Linked DNA regions of Gossypium arboreum: region 2 is linked to region 1. The links are chromatin contacts, called in public Hi-C maps. All regions are on one chromosome and are shown on one strand. The core of a region is the stretch at or near the end of the contact, and the rest is flanking DNA. Distances in the headings are between cores, read along the strand shown.

The links. A called contact is a pair of places that touch in the nucleus more often than the background predicts.
Region 2: a Hi-C map of leaf shows a contact between it and region 1, with 4 times the contacts expected there. The contact joins the promoter of LOC108462828 here to the promoter of LOC108464299 in region 1. A contact is called at or near these places in 3 of 5 Hi-C or Micro-C datasets (all in leaf).

Annotation. Positions count from the first base shown.
Region 1 is chr13:9,795,749-9,802,301 of ASM2569848v2, forward strand. It overlaps LOC108464299 (ankyrin repeat domain-containing protein 2A-like), which reads right to left and starts at 4,546. Exons shown (of 9, transcript XM_053024199.1): 1 at 4,464-4,546; 2 at 4,164-4,208; 3 at 3,628-3,830; 4 at 2,744-2,956; 5 at 2,476-2,624; 6 at 2,207-2,375; 7 at 2,039-2,131; 8 at 1,231-1,370; 9 at 772-1,142. The coding sequence starts at 4,197. The coding sequence ends at 1,043.
Region 2 is chr13:10,049,657-10,055,757 of ASM2569848v2, forward strand. It overlaps LOC108462828 (pheophytinase, chloroplastic), which reads right to left and starts at 3,113. Exons shown (of 6, transcript XM_017762726.2): 1 at 2,611-3,113; 2 at 2,418-2,529; 3 at 2,231-2,324; 4 at 1,047-1,224; 5 at 906-975; 6 at 276-814. The coding sequence starts at 2,981. The coding sequence ends at 503.

The DNA.
Region 1 (6,553 bases), core at 3,296-5,795:
AAATTATAATATATTTTCAATTTAAAATTTTGTTTAAACATTTTAATAAATTAACTAATTATATCACTGAAAAATTTATTTATTATTTTAAGTAAAAATTAAAAATAAATTAACTGAAACCTTATTTGATAAAATGTCAAATGAAAATTGATATTTTCAAAAACTTAATTTTATAAACACATTCAATAACTTACAATGAAAACTTTATTGAGGATAAAATTATGTATGATTTATTTAAAAAATTTGAAGTATCATTTTATGCATTCGTAAAAGAAAAGTGTAATTATATTTTTATTTTATAATAATTTAAAATGATTTAGTGTCAAATTTAAACTTCACAATGTTACAGGTAAATGGTATAATTTTATCCTAAAATGAATAAAGAAATTAACAATCCCTATACATATTTCAAGGAAATTTTTTAATTTTCACTTCAAAGTGTTTACATGTTTTGAATTATCTATTAATTCATATAAAATTAAATAAAGAAAAATGTAATCATAAGATGGAATTTCAAACTGCTAAATGCAGTTTTATATTCTAGGAAATATCCCACCATTGTGTTTGGATTGCACAAATATTGATGCAAATTTCAAAGGATATCAAAATTGAAAAACATAAATCAGAGGTGTTAATTGGGAGTAAAATTATCAATTTAAATTGTTTCGGATTTGAAAAGTTAAAATCAAATTGGATTTTGGAATTGTGAGTTCTAACTCTTAACAAAAAGTAAAATCAATTCAACTGAATGCCTACAGGACTCGAAAAGAATTCTTAAATAAAATTTCTCTGGTCCACATACTCCCATTATTTCCATGTAGAAACTATTTCAGGAAATGATTCTTTTTTTTAAAAAAAAACCCACTAAATAAAATTTGCAAAACGTAGGCAACCAGGCCAAAGCAAAGACAGTATATCATGCCGTTCAGCCATGATTACAACCAACTTTGTCCAATATCTGGGTAATAAAATCAAATGCCTATAACAAACATGCTAAGACCCAAACATACACATACCATTCGCATCCCCACCACTTCACGCTTCAAAGGAACGCATCCTTCTCCAATAATTTTAGTACCTCGTGCTGGTTGTTGAGCTTGGCAACTTCGATGGGAGTCTTGCCGTCCATGTTTTGGAGAGTGCTGCAGTCAATATGAAAGAAAATGTAGTTATGCACTCATAAGAGGTCAGGTTGGTATCGATGTTAAACCAAGTCACTTTGTTACTTACACAGCAGCACCATTCTCGAGTAGAAGGGCCACACAGTCTTTCCTTCCATAGCCAGCTGCATAATGGAGGGCAGTGTTCTTATTCTTGTCCAGAGCATCCACTTTTGCCCCAGCTTCAAGAAGGATTTGAGTGCATTTCACCTGAAATAAAACCAAAAATCCTAACCTAAAGCTTGCCAAAGAAACCAATAATTTAATCTCAGACAAACTCATGTGAACTGCTAGATTATATCTTTTCTTTTCTTTTTACGTTATTCACTTCATTGTCCTGATTTGGTAGAACCAATGTCTCTCAGAAGAAATAAACCTATCATTTATTAAAGGAAATGTCATAAACACGCCCACTACATGGCATTACTGTTAAAACAAGAAACAAGCATTGCTTAGTAGCCAACAGATTCCATGATACACTTAGATCAGATAATAATAACAAAGCCTGATTTTTTTGTGTCTGGATATGTACTAGCAATATAAACGTTTTCCCCGTTGCAAAGATCCCAAGATGAGACACTACAAATAAAAGGATGTTTTAATACAAGTCCTACTACATCCCAAACTGCTATGGCAGTCTGTTATCAGGTTCAATATTTGTGCGTCCTAAAACTTACACTCAACCAGGCTATTAAGAGGCCCTTAGTGCATTAACAACTGTGGTGGTGTTGGACATTTGTAGACAGTTATAGATTAAAACTAAATGACTTTCCACACCAACTTTTTCCTTGTAAGATGAAACTAATTCATTTGTCAGATAATGCAACTGCATAGAGAGGAAGAGAGAGGACTGATTCAGATTTAAAATTGTTTATTACCTCGCCATACCCACATGCAAAATGTAATGCTGTCCTTCCCTCTGAATCTTCTTCATCCTTGTCAGCACCAGAGGATAGTGCAGTTTTCAGACCCTAAAACCGTGAAAACAGTCAAGATTATCTGTCAAAGGGGAAGAACACATGTACGAAACAATCATTCTGCCATACCTCAACATCACCAACACTAGCACAATGATGTACAATTGACTCATCCTCATTTCCTGCTTCATCCTCTTCATCTGCCGCGGAATTACCAGCAGAAGTGGCTGCATCTCCTGTAACTGCAAGACCCATTGCTTCACCCAACTTCTGCAGGACGTCTTTATCATTCCAATACCTGGACGATAAAACCTTTCTCGATTAATTTACTGAAGAAATAATAGAATGTATAATCTAAAGAAGAAAATGTTATGCCCCAACAAGCTTTTATCGCTGACCTCATCATTGCTGCGGGACCACCACTTTCTATTTCTTCCAAAATAGGCTTCAAAGATGGATCTTCTTTAATACGTGCCATCCTTTCCTCAATCTGGTCCTTTTGTTGAGGATTAGCCAAACTGTCAAGCATGGTAGACATAGCTGGATCCTGAAGAAAGACAAAACTAAAATTTCATCTACCAGAAGTGATGCATGTAATGTAATATAAGAAAATAGGACCACAGGAATCATGAATCCACTGAAAGTAGCTACTGGGCCCAGATATACCTGCATTAATGCATTACCAAGGCGCTCAGCCATGGTCATAAACTGGGGATTCTGCATAACCTGTTGCATAGTAGAATAATACTGCTGTGGATCAAACTGCGGCGTGGTCTCTTCAGCTGCTGCCCCTTGAAACGTTTTAGTGAGCTGCTCTGCCATTTGATTAAATGAAGGATCTTTGGCTATCTGCTCAGCTAGTTCCTTGATGCTTGGATCCTAACAAACCAAGATGGTTAACTTCCATAAGATATAAATTTGACTGTCAATTCTCAGCAATTACATTCACCGCTGAAACAGTCAATTAAAGAGACTAACCAAAAGTCTTAAATGTTCTACTACCAGTGTTGTCAAGGGCACAAGGCATGAAAAAACTAGCCAAATAAACCACAATATGTACTTTCTGAGTTCTTGTATGTGTGCACATATATACATATATATGTATGTAGTTTAAGATATGTAATAAACTCTAAAATGCAATCCAGTTTATCTACAGACATGCAATTTTTTTTCTATTGGTCGATATGCATGATTTACTTATGGTCCATGTCTGCCATTGAATACTCAAATATAGGAAAATACAGATTTTGATACTATCCATTTCTTACTAATAAAGGTATATCTAATGGAAAAAGTGAAAAAATAAAGCATGCTTTTTTATGCCTATCGCCTGACAAATAAAGCACGCCTAGACACACCAGGCATGCGCCTAATTGAATAGGCCTCGCCTGCAAGTTTCTAAGGCGCTTTTGTAGTCTAGTGCTAAGGTAAAAACCCGCCTTGAGAACACTGCAGGTAGCAAAAGATGAGCTATGACAATCAAAAGATGACCGAATCAGTAAGTTCACATGTTCCAAACAATAATCAAAATAAAAAGGCAAGAAGCTTACATTAAGAAGGCCACTCATGGCTGAGAAATCAAATGGATTGGGTGGGGCAAACCCAGGACCAGGCATAGCGTTGGGAGGGAAGGCCCCTGCTTGTGCTGGCTGTGAACCCCCAGTTGAAGGCTCAGGTGTTGAAGTTTTCTTCTCAGTGGTGGATGTTTCAGGCTTTGAACTTTTGCTCTCCGTTTTCAAAGCCGATTTCTCATCTAACAAATACAGGAGAAAAAAACATAAATAATAATCAATTTATCAATTCACTAACTTCAAAACCAAGCCCGTATCTGGATTCATCCACATTAACCCCAACCAAATTGAAATTACTCAAATCCTAACACAATTGCTATAACCCAACATAGGATCTCAAAAATCAGATCAATTCAAGACCTAAACTAAGTAATAAAAAATGAATAAGCACAAACTGCTTAAAACAGTAAATTCATTCAAGCGACGATTGAGAAATTAAGCATAAGGAGCTCAGGTAGATCTCAGAAACAAATTCCAAATACCGGTAAAGAAAAGGAATCTGAGATTATGCTTACCAGCAGTAGCGGGCTTCTTCGAATTGGAAGCCATGGTTGAAATGACTGAAAAAAAAAATTAGAAACGAGAATTTAAAATAAAAAATATTAATGGGAAATTAGATTGGAAATTCGATGAAAGTGGCCATTTTTTCCCTAAATTCGAAATGAAAAAGATAAATAGAAAATCGAGGAAAACCCTTTTCTTTTCTTTGTTTTCTGAGATAAAGTAAGGCACAGTAGCAGTACGGGGAACCTAAGGACCAAAGAGGCTTAATTTATATAGCCAAACTCTAATAATAACTAAAGCAAAAATTAGACCTAAGTGGCAATGCTTCGGTTCGGATTATAGCTGGTCATGGACACCTGGTCAAGTCCCAACATGAAAAGATCTCGATAAAAATATAAAAAGTGGATTTAGGTAAAATTTAAATTCCGTTTTTTTATATTAGAGTATTGTATAAGATTTTTTTGATCTTGTGATATATTATGTTATGAAAATATATATTAATTAAATAAGTTAAATAATAATTATATATTTATATTAGATTTATATTAAATTATTAATTTAATAACAATTAAATTAATTACGCAGAACCTAAAAAAATTACCCAACTAAATAATATAACCCAAAATATATAATTTAAAAATTATATTTAATACAATAAAATATTTATTATATTTATGGTAGTGTTTTTTAATGTAAATATGTTTTAATGTATTTTAAATGTGTTAGAAAACTTTTATTTTAACTTTTTTGTACATTTAATGTATTATATTTTTAAAAAATAGTTTTAAATAAAAGCTAATTTTAGAGAAATCAAATATGGAAGGGTCGGAAGCGGGTTCGCCTGAGTTTGCCTTTATTAAATTGAGTCGAACTTGAACAAAAAACAAACCCATATTTTAGGTCGAGTCTAGACTTCAAAAATTTATCTAGATACGTTACATGGGCCTAACCCGACTTATGAGTACCTTTAGCTTAAATCTATTTTAAAATGATTATAAATAATTTAAGTAATAAAATTGAGATTTATTTTAAAACATGAATTTTTTTTGAAATATAAATATATATAATTATTACATAAGTATATGTAAAATGAAGTTCGACAATCACTTACAATTTCTTTAATGTATATATATATATATTAATGTACATGAAAATAATTCTTTAATTAGTATAGTTGTTACCTCATGTTTCGTGTTGCGTTAATTATTTATTTGTATCAAATTTTAGAGTAAATTTAAAGGTTAAAATATGCTCTAAATTCTCTATACACTTCGTACATTAATTTGAAATTTAGTCTCCGTACTTTTATAATCCTCTATTTTTTGAATTTAAAAATTTAGGTCTAGTTGTTACCATTGTTGAAATTCTTCTATTATATTATCGATGTAACATTTTGAAATTAAAAAATCACTTGATAGTCATATAAAAATAACGTTGAAAATACTTATTAGAATTTTTTTCTTGAAAGCTCTTGTTCGAATCATCATGATAGAAATTTGTTTTACTATTGGAATTATACTATTTAAAAAAATGGTGTTCAGATTTTAAATGAAATAGTTAACAATATAAACTATTTGGACTAGCTAATTACATTATGAAAGTAGACGTATTAAATTATGTCAAAAATTAAAGTATATAAATTAAATCTTAAATTTCAGCATAATTTAGAGACCAAAATTGAAATTTGACCATTATCTTATGATGTAAAAAAGAACGACACGAACCTATAAAAATAGGAAACTACATTTCAATCTCTATTCTCTAAGATTCAATATTGAAATTATATATTACCATGTAATGTTTTAATCAAAAAATTAATAATATTAGCTATTTGGATTAATTAATAATATTATAAAAATATATGGACCAAATGATATTAAAAATTAAAGTATATGGAATAAATCTCAAATTTAAATATATCGAGAGACCAAATTAAAAATTAACCATTTTAGTAAATAATAATAATAATAATAATAATAATAATAAAAAAGAGAACATGGTTTGATGCGCCACATGTAAGAAGGAAGAAACCTTCTTTTTACATATAAGTATTAATTATTTAGATTAATTAATAACATTATAAAATGTAAGAATTGATTTAAATTAAAAATTAAAATATAGAGATCAAATATCAAATTTAAATATATTAAAGAGACCAAAACTAAAATTTAACCATTTTAGTCAAATGAAAAAAAAAGAAAGGCAAAATTATAACCTAAAAAATAGAGAGCATAACTATAATTTAACTATTCTTAACATAATATAAAAAATCATGAATGATTGGGCACGTGTCAAAACGTGAAGGTTCTTTTATATATAGGTATCTATATATATATATATATATATATATATATATACATATATTATAGCTAAGTTTTTAACATGAAAATTTTCAATTTTA
Region 2 (6,101 bases), core at 1,863-4,362, 250 kb after region 1:
GTGAAGAGAAATTTCGTAATACTTTTGTTCTCACCTTGATTTAGTAAAGTGAAATGTTATAGAGACCATATTTGAGTGTTTAGAGCCTTGGTCAAGAAATGATAAATGAATGGACCTAACCCCCCTAAATGAGCAGCATAACGTGAAAGAATGACTAATTGATATAAGTAGATTCATCTGACTAATGGAACGAATGAATTTTAAAAATAATATATAAAATCATTTAGAGTTTCTATAAAAGATTATTATTTCTATCTTTCATACAATATATAAAATCATTTTAAACTATAATCCATCTATTATGAATTTTTCAAATGTCAAATGAAGAAATTCTAAAAGGCAAATAGTAAAGAAATTGACACTTATTTATAGGCTAAGCGTCAATGCAACATATACATGACATATCATTGCTATACATATATATATATATATATATATTCCTTGGATCAAAAATCTACTATACAAATGGCCACCAATTTCTAGCAATTACATCAATGGCTGCTCACAAAGCAGTAACTTGAGCCAACCAAGGAAGCAACTTTTGATGAACTAGGTCAGGTTTATCATCATGGGGGCAATGCCCTACACCTTCCAACATATAAAGGCTTACATTCGACGATTTCGAAGGTAAGGAAGAGAAGTACTTACCTACAGGCCCATCTATAGGGGTGAAAGGATCTTGATCACCCCATAAAACTAGGACAGGTAAGTTGATTCTCGGCATCAATTGCACAGGGTTTGGCCCTGGTGGACCGGTTATAATCGAGACAAAGGCATCGAGAGCACCTTCATCGTTCGCTGGTCCATTGATGATCTGCATTGTAAAAGAACATTATTATCAAGTTTAAATGGTTCGTGTTAATAAGGAACCGTAGGCGGTAACTCAAGGAGATTGATTGCTGTACCTCAACTAGTTCATCATCAACGGACTCTTTATTTCCATAAACAGATAACAAAATGTTTCTTAGATTATCTCTGCATTAAAGACAACTGGATGAGTAGCAATGAATATCAGTACAGGAAGATGGTTGAACCAAATAGAATACCTTTGCTTGGCGCGCTCAAAGACGGCCGTGGCGATTCGTCTTTGCTTCAATAAGAAATCAACCAACCAAAGCAAAGGTAAGAGGAGTTTGATCCTCCAATCATCAACAATTGCCTTGTTGTTCATCCCACCAGCACAATTCAACAGCACAATCCCTCGAACCAGGTTTTGACTAGATTCTTGTTCCACACAATATACATTAGAAATTTGTAAGTGGAAACACAATCAAACGCGAGATCAACATGGAATACATGATACGCACAAGAGATAATATTTAACATGCTCCAGTTCTGGTTGCCTACATCTAGGGATAAGAGAAAAACTCCACCATAAACATAAGGATTACAAAGAATTCAAAACACTCAATGGACAAACACTAAACCTGAGCCCCAAAAAGATGCCCAGTTTTCTATGTTCCCTAGGTTTAAGCACATGGAAACACATTATCCCATTAACCCGATATTTTACCAAGCTCTTCCTCACGACCCTACAAAGTCATTCCTATACAAAGATGCCACAGAAATTACCAAACTCTTCCTCACACCCAATAGACAAGCACTAAACTCGAGCCCAAAAACAAGCGCAGTTTTCTATGCTCCCTAGGTTTGAACACTTGGAATACACTTTACCCCATTAACCCAATATTTTACCAAATTCTTCCTCACACCCCTACAAAACTCATTTCCTATACAGAGACCCCATAGATATTACAAGAGATGATTCGGTTCCGGTTGCCTACATTGAGGGATGAGGGAAAAAAATTCCACTATAAACACAAGGATTACAACGGGTTCAAAACACGCAATACACAAATACTAATCCTGAGCCCCAAAACAAGCCCAGTTTTCTACGCTCTCTAGGTTTAAACACATGAAATACATTTTGCCCCATTAACCCAATATTTTACTAAACTCTTTCTCACAACCCTACAAAACTCATTTCCTATACAAATATGCCATAGAAATTACATCTATCTCATAATTCTGACCTAAGATCCTATTGCTTGATCATCAAGAAATCTTATTCTCTAAGATTTCTTACATGATATAAATATTTACGTATTAAATAAACTTAATTAGCAAGTAATCATTGATAACTAATTGCTAAGTAGAATTTGGTTCGGTATCTAGCAATATAATCATCAAAAAAAATTATATATGGATTTAAACTATGTGTTTTAACTACCTGAGGCAGCTATCACACAAGCAAGACTTCCCACAGAGTTTCCAATCAACACAGTAGGCTTCTGAACAACTTCATTCAAGAAATCTAGTATCAACTGTGAACAATAATATTGAGTTTAGAAGGATTAATTTTGATTAAAACAGTTAAACGCCATGTTTTTGTGAGCTTGGGGTGTAGTGAAATATACCTCAGCCCAAGCTTCCATGGAATATGAAAAACCTTGGGGCTTATCAGATGCACCAAAACCCAGAAGGTCAATAGCATAAACAGTGTAATCCTGAGCCAATGTGTCAATATTCCTACAACAATTGTTAACCCAGTTCAAATACTGCAATCATTTCAAAATAAATGAAAAGCAACGATATTTCCAGTTTGGGTACCTTCGCCAATGGGGAATGGAGGCACCAAATCCATGAACGAGAAGCAAAGGAGGGTTGGTAGAAGATGATGAGGAGACAAAGTAATTGATGGAGTACCGACCTTTCCATTGCCACTTACTGCATTTCTCCTTTATCTGACTCACCCCTAACACGCTGACACGAGACTCAGTGGATGGGTCAACATAGCAAGTGATGAAACTACGGTTACCAACACCATAGCCACGACCGAGAACGGGAAGCTTGTTATCGTAAAGGTGAGGGAAAGCAAGTCCTGGTTTCAGTCTGGGTTCTTTAGCCTTCGTCCGCGGCAGCGAATGCGGCGGTCGGAGAAAAGCCGCCGCCACAACATGAAGAACCGTGGCAGCCGCCATCTTTATTCCCACCACTCAACTGTTTGTTATTTTTGTTCCACTCAAATTTCATTCCTTTGCCATATGGGGGGAGTTGTGTGTGGTATTGGTTGCATTTGGACTTCGGATTGCTCCCACCTCTCACTATCTTCAACACTGTTTTAAATTTTACATAATTGATAAAAGCTAAAATATTTAGATTTTTTTTTCGAAAACAATTATTCTATTAAATTTTAGTAATTTGTAAAAAAAAAATTATGGACTTTTATACAATGAAAGCTTACATTAAATTACTTTTATTTTCTAAAATATATGTACATATTCATACATTAAACAAAAATAACCATATATATAAGAAGTTTAGTGCCCATTGAATTTTAATTTAATTAATATTAATATTGTTATATTGGTACGAATGTATTAAATTATTAAAATATTAATGAAAGAAAAATTATGAGATGACATAAAACTATGTTAATTTTACATGCCCTCCTTTATACCAAAATTTATTAAACTTTTCCATTCAATATTTTAATATACCAAAATTTCTAAACTTATACTAAAATTATTTGCAATTTATCAAAATTTCTAAAGCATTTCCTAAATGTCACAAACTCAACCCATTCAATATTTTTGTAAACCAAAATTTTAAGGGTTTTCTTTAGAATTTTCTACATACCTAATTTACAATTTTAAAGGTTTATGAAAATTTTAAAATTAAACCAAAATTTCTAAAAGTTTATCAAAATTCCTAAATATTTATCAAAATATCTAACGTTATACAAAAATTTTAAGATAATAAAAATTGTTAAAATTTTTCTTTTAAAATTTTAAACTTGATCCATTCATACCATAATTTTAAAGTTTATATCAAAACTCCTTACAATCTAAAAAAAAATCTATACCATACCAACATTTTAAGAGTTTACTAAAATTTCTAAAGTTATTTCTAAGAGTTCCAAACTCGACCCATTGAATATTTTAATACACCATAATTTCTAAAGTTATACCAAAATTTCTATGATTTTTCCTAAGAATTTTCTATATACCAAAACTTAATTGTACTTACCAAAAATTTTAAAGCTATATCATTTCTAATGGTTTTTAAAAAATTTAAGGCTTTACCAAAATTTCTTGTATAGAAAAGTTTTAAGGATTTAGGTTATAGTAACATTATCAAGGGTTTATCAAAATTTCTAAAGTTTTTCCTTACTTATCAAACTCGATTCATTCAACATTTTGGTGTACCAAAATTTATAAAGTTAACTTTTCATAGGATTTACCAAATTGTTTCCTCAACCCATGCACCAGTCTTGATATACTTAAACCTAAATTTCTAAATACTTATCAAAATATTTAAAGTTATAGCTAAATTTTTAAGGATGTATCAAAATTTTAAAGTTATATCAAAATTTCTTAAACTTTTACTTAGGGTCTCAGACTTGACCCATTTAACATTTTAATATACCAAAATTTTAAAATTATATCAAAATATCTAAATTTATTAAAATTTTTAAGGATATACTAAATGGTTTACCAAAATTTCTAAAAGTTTACTAGAATTTCTAAAGTTTTTCCTAAGGGTCTTAGATTCGATCCATTCAACATTTTAGTATATCAAAATTTCTAATTTATACTAAAATTTCAAAAGTTCACCAAAATTTCTATGCATTTTCCATAGAATTTCTTCTATGCCAAAATTTGATTTTTTTATAAAAATTTTCAAGGATTTACCAATTTTTTAAGATTTACTAATATCTTTAAGATTATACCAAAATTTCAAAAGCTTTTCCTTGAAACTTTTGTGTACCAAAATTTATAAGGTCACACCAAAATATCTAAAACTATACCAAAATTTTTAAGAATTTCCTAAAATTTTTAAGGTTATATAAAAATTTCTAAATTAGGGTCCTAACCTTGATCCATTCAACATTTTAGTATACCAAAATTTTAAATTTATACAAAAATTTCTTAGGACTTACCAAAATTTCTAAGAATAGCATTTCCATAGGATTTATCACAATTTTTCCTCAACCCACGCAGCTGTCTTTGTATAAGTTATACCAAATTTCTTAAGGCTTTACCAAATATTTTAAGGTATATTTTAAACTTTTCCTTAGAGTCAGATTTACCCATTCAACATTTGGGTATATCAAAATTGTTAACGTTATACGAAAATTTCTTGAAACTTGATCCATTCAACATTTGGTATATCATATTTTTAATATTATATCAAAATTTTTAAGAATTTACTGAAAATTTGAAAGATTTATCAAATTTTACAAGGGTTTGCCAAAATATTTTAGATTATGCCAAAATTTTAAAAAGTAAACTTTAAGAGTTTGTTTGGATAAAGAATCTTAAAATTTTGAGATTTTTAAAATACATTTTAAAATTCATCAATTCAAAATGTTAAGATTTGCAATTTTTTTTGTTTGGATAAATAATTTATTTAGAAAAGATTAGGTTAATGAAATTTTACAAATTAGAAAATAATTATATTAAAAACAAATAATATAAAAAATATTCAATTTGAATATCATTATATTTGTAAGCATTTATAAATAGTTTTAATAAAATAAAATTTAAAGTATATACTATAATTAAATAAAATAAATTTTGAAGTTTAAGTTTTCATCTTATAGCGAAATTATGTGTAATTAATCAAATAAAATTATGAAGAATTTTGAAAACCACCTTTTAGATGAAATTTAAAATGAATTTGAACAATTAAATTCTCTATTGAAATTTACTCATAAGTTTTGAAATTCTCTAATATATTTACTCAAAAAGTAAATTTATTTTTAGACATTTGAAAACCTGGATACAAATTAAATCTCTCTTATAAATTTCTCACCCAAACAAATCATAAAAAATTGACATTAAATTGGTAAAAGTTTTCCTAAGTTTTAAACTCGTTCTTCACATTTTTGGAGCCCTAATTAGCGTAACAATAAATTGAATTTCTTTTTAAAAACAATTATAAAATTTAAATATAATAAAAGCTAAAAAAATTTAGAGGTTTAAGAGATGAAGTATTTATGGTGAAAAATTGAAAACATTAATCATTTAATAAATTTATTTTAATTTGAATTTTCTTTTTTTTATTCTAAAAGTTGAAAATTTTTAGAGCCCTTCCAA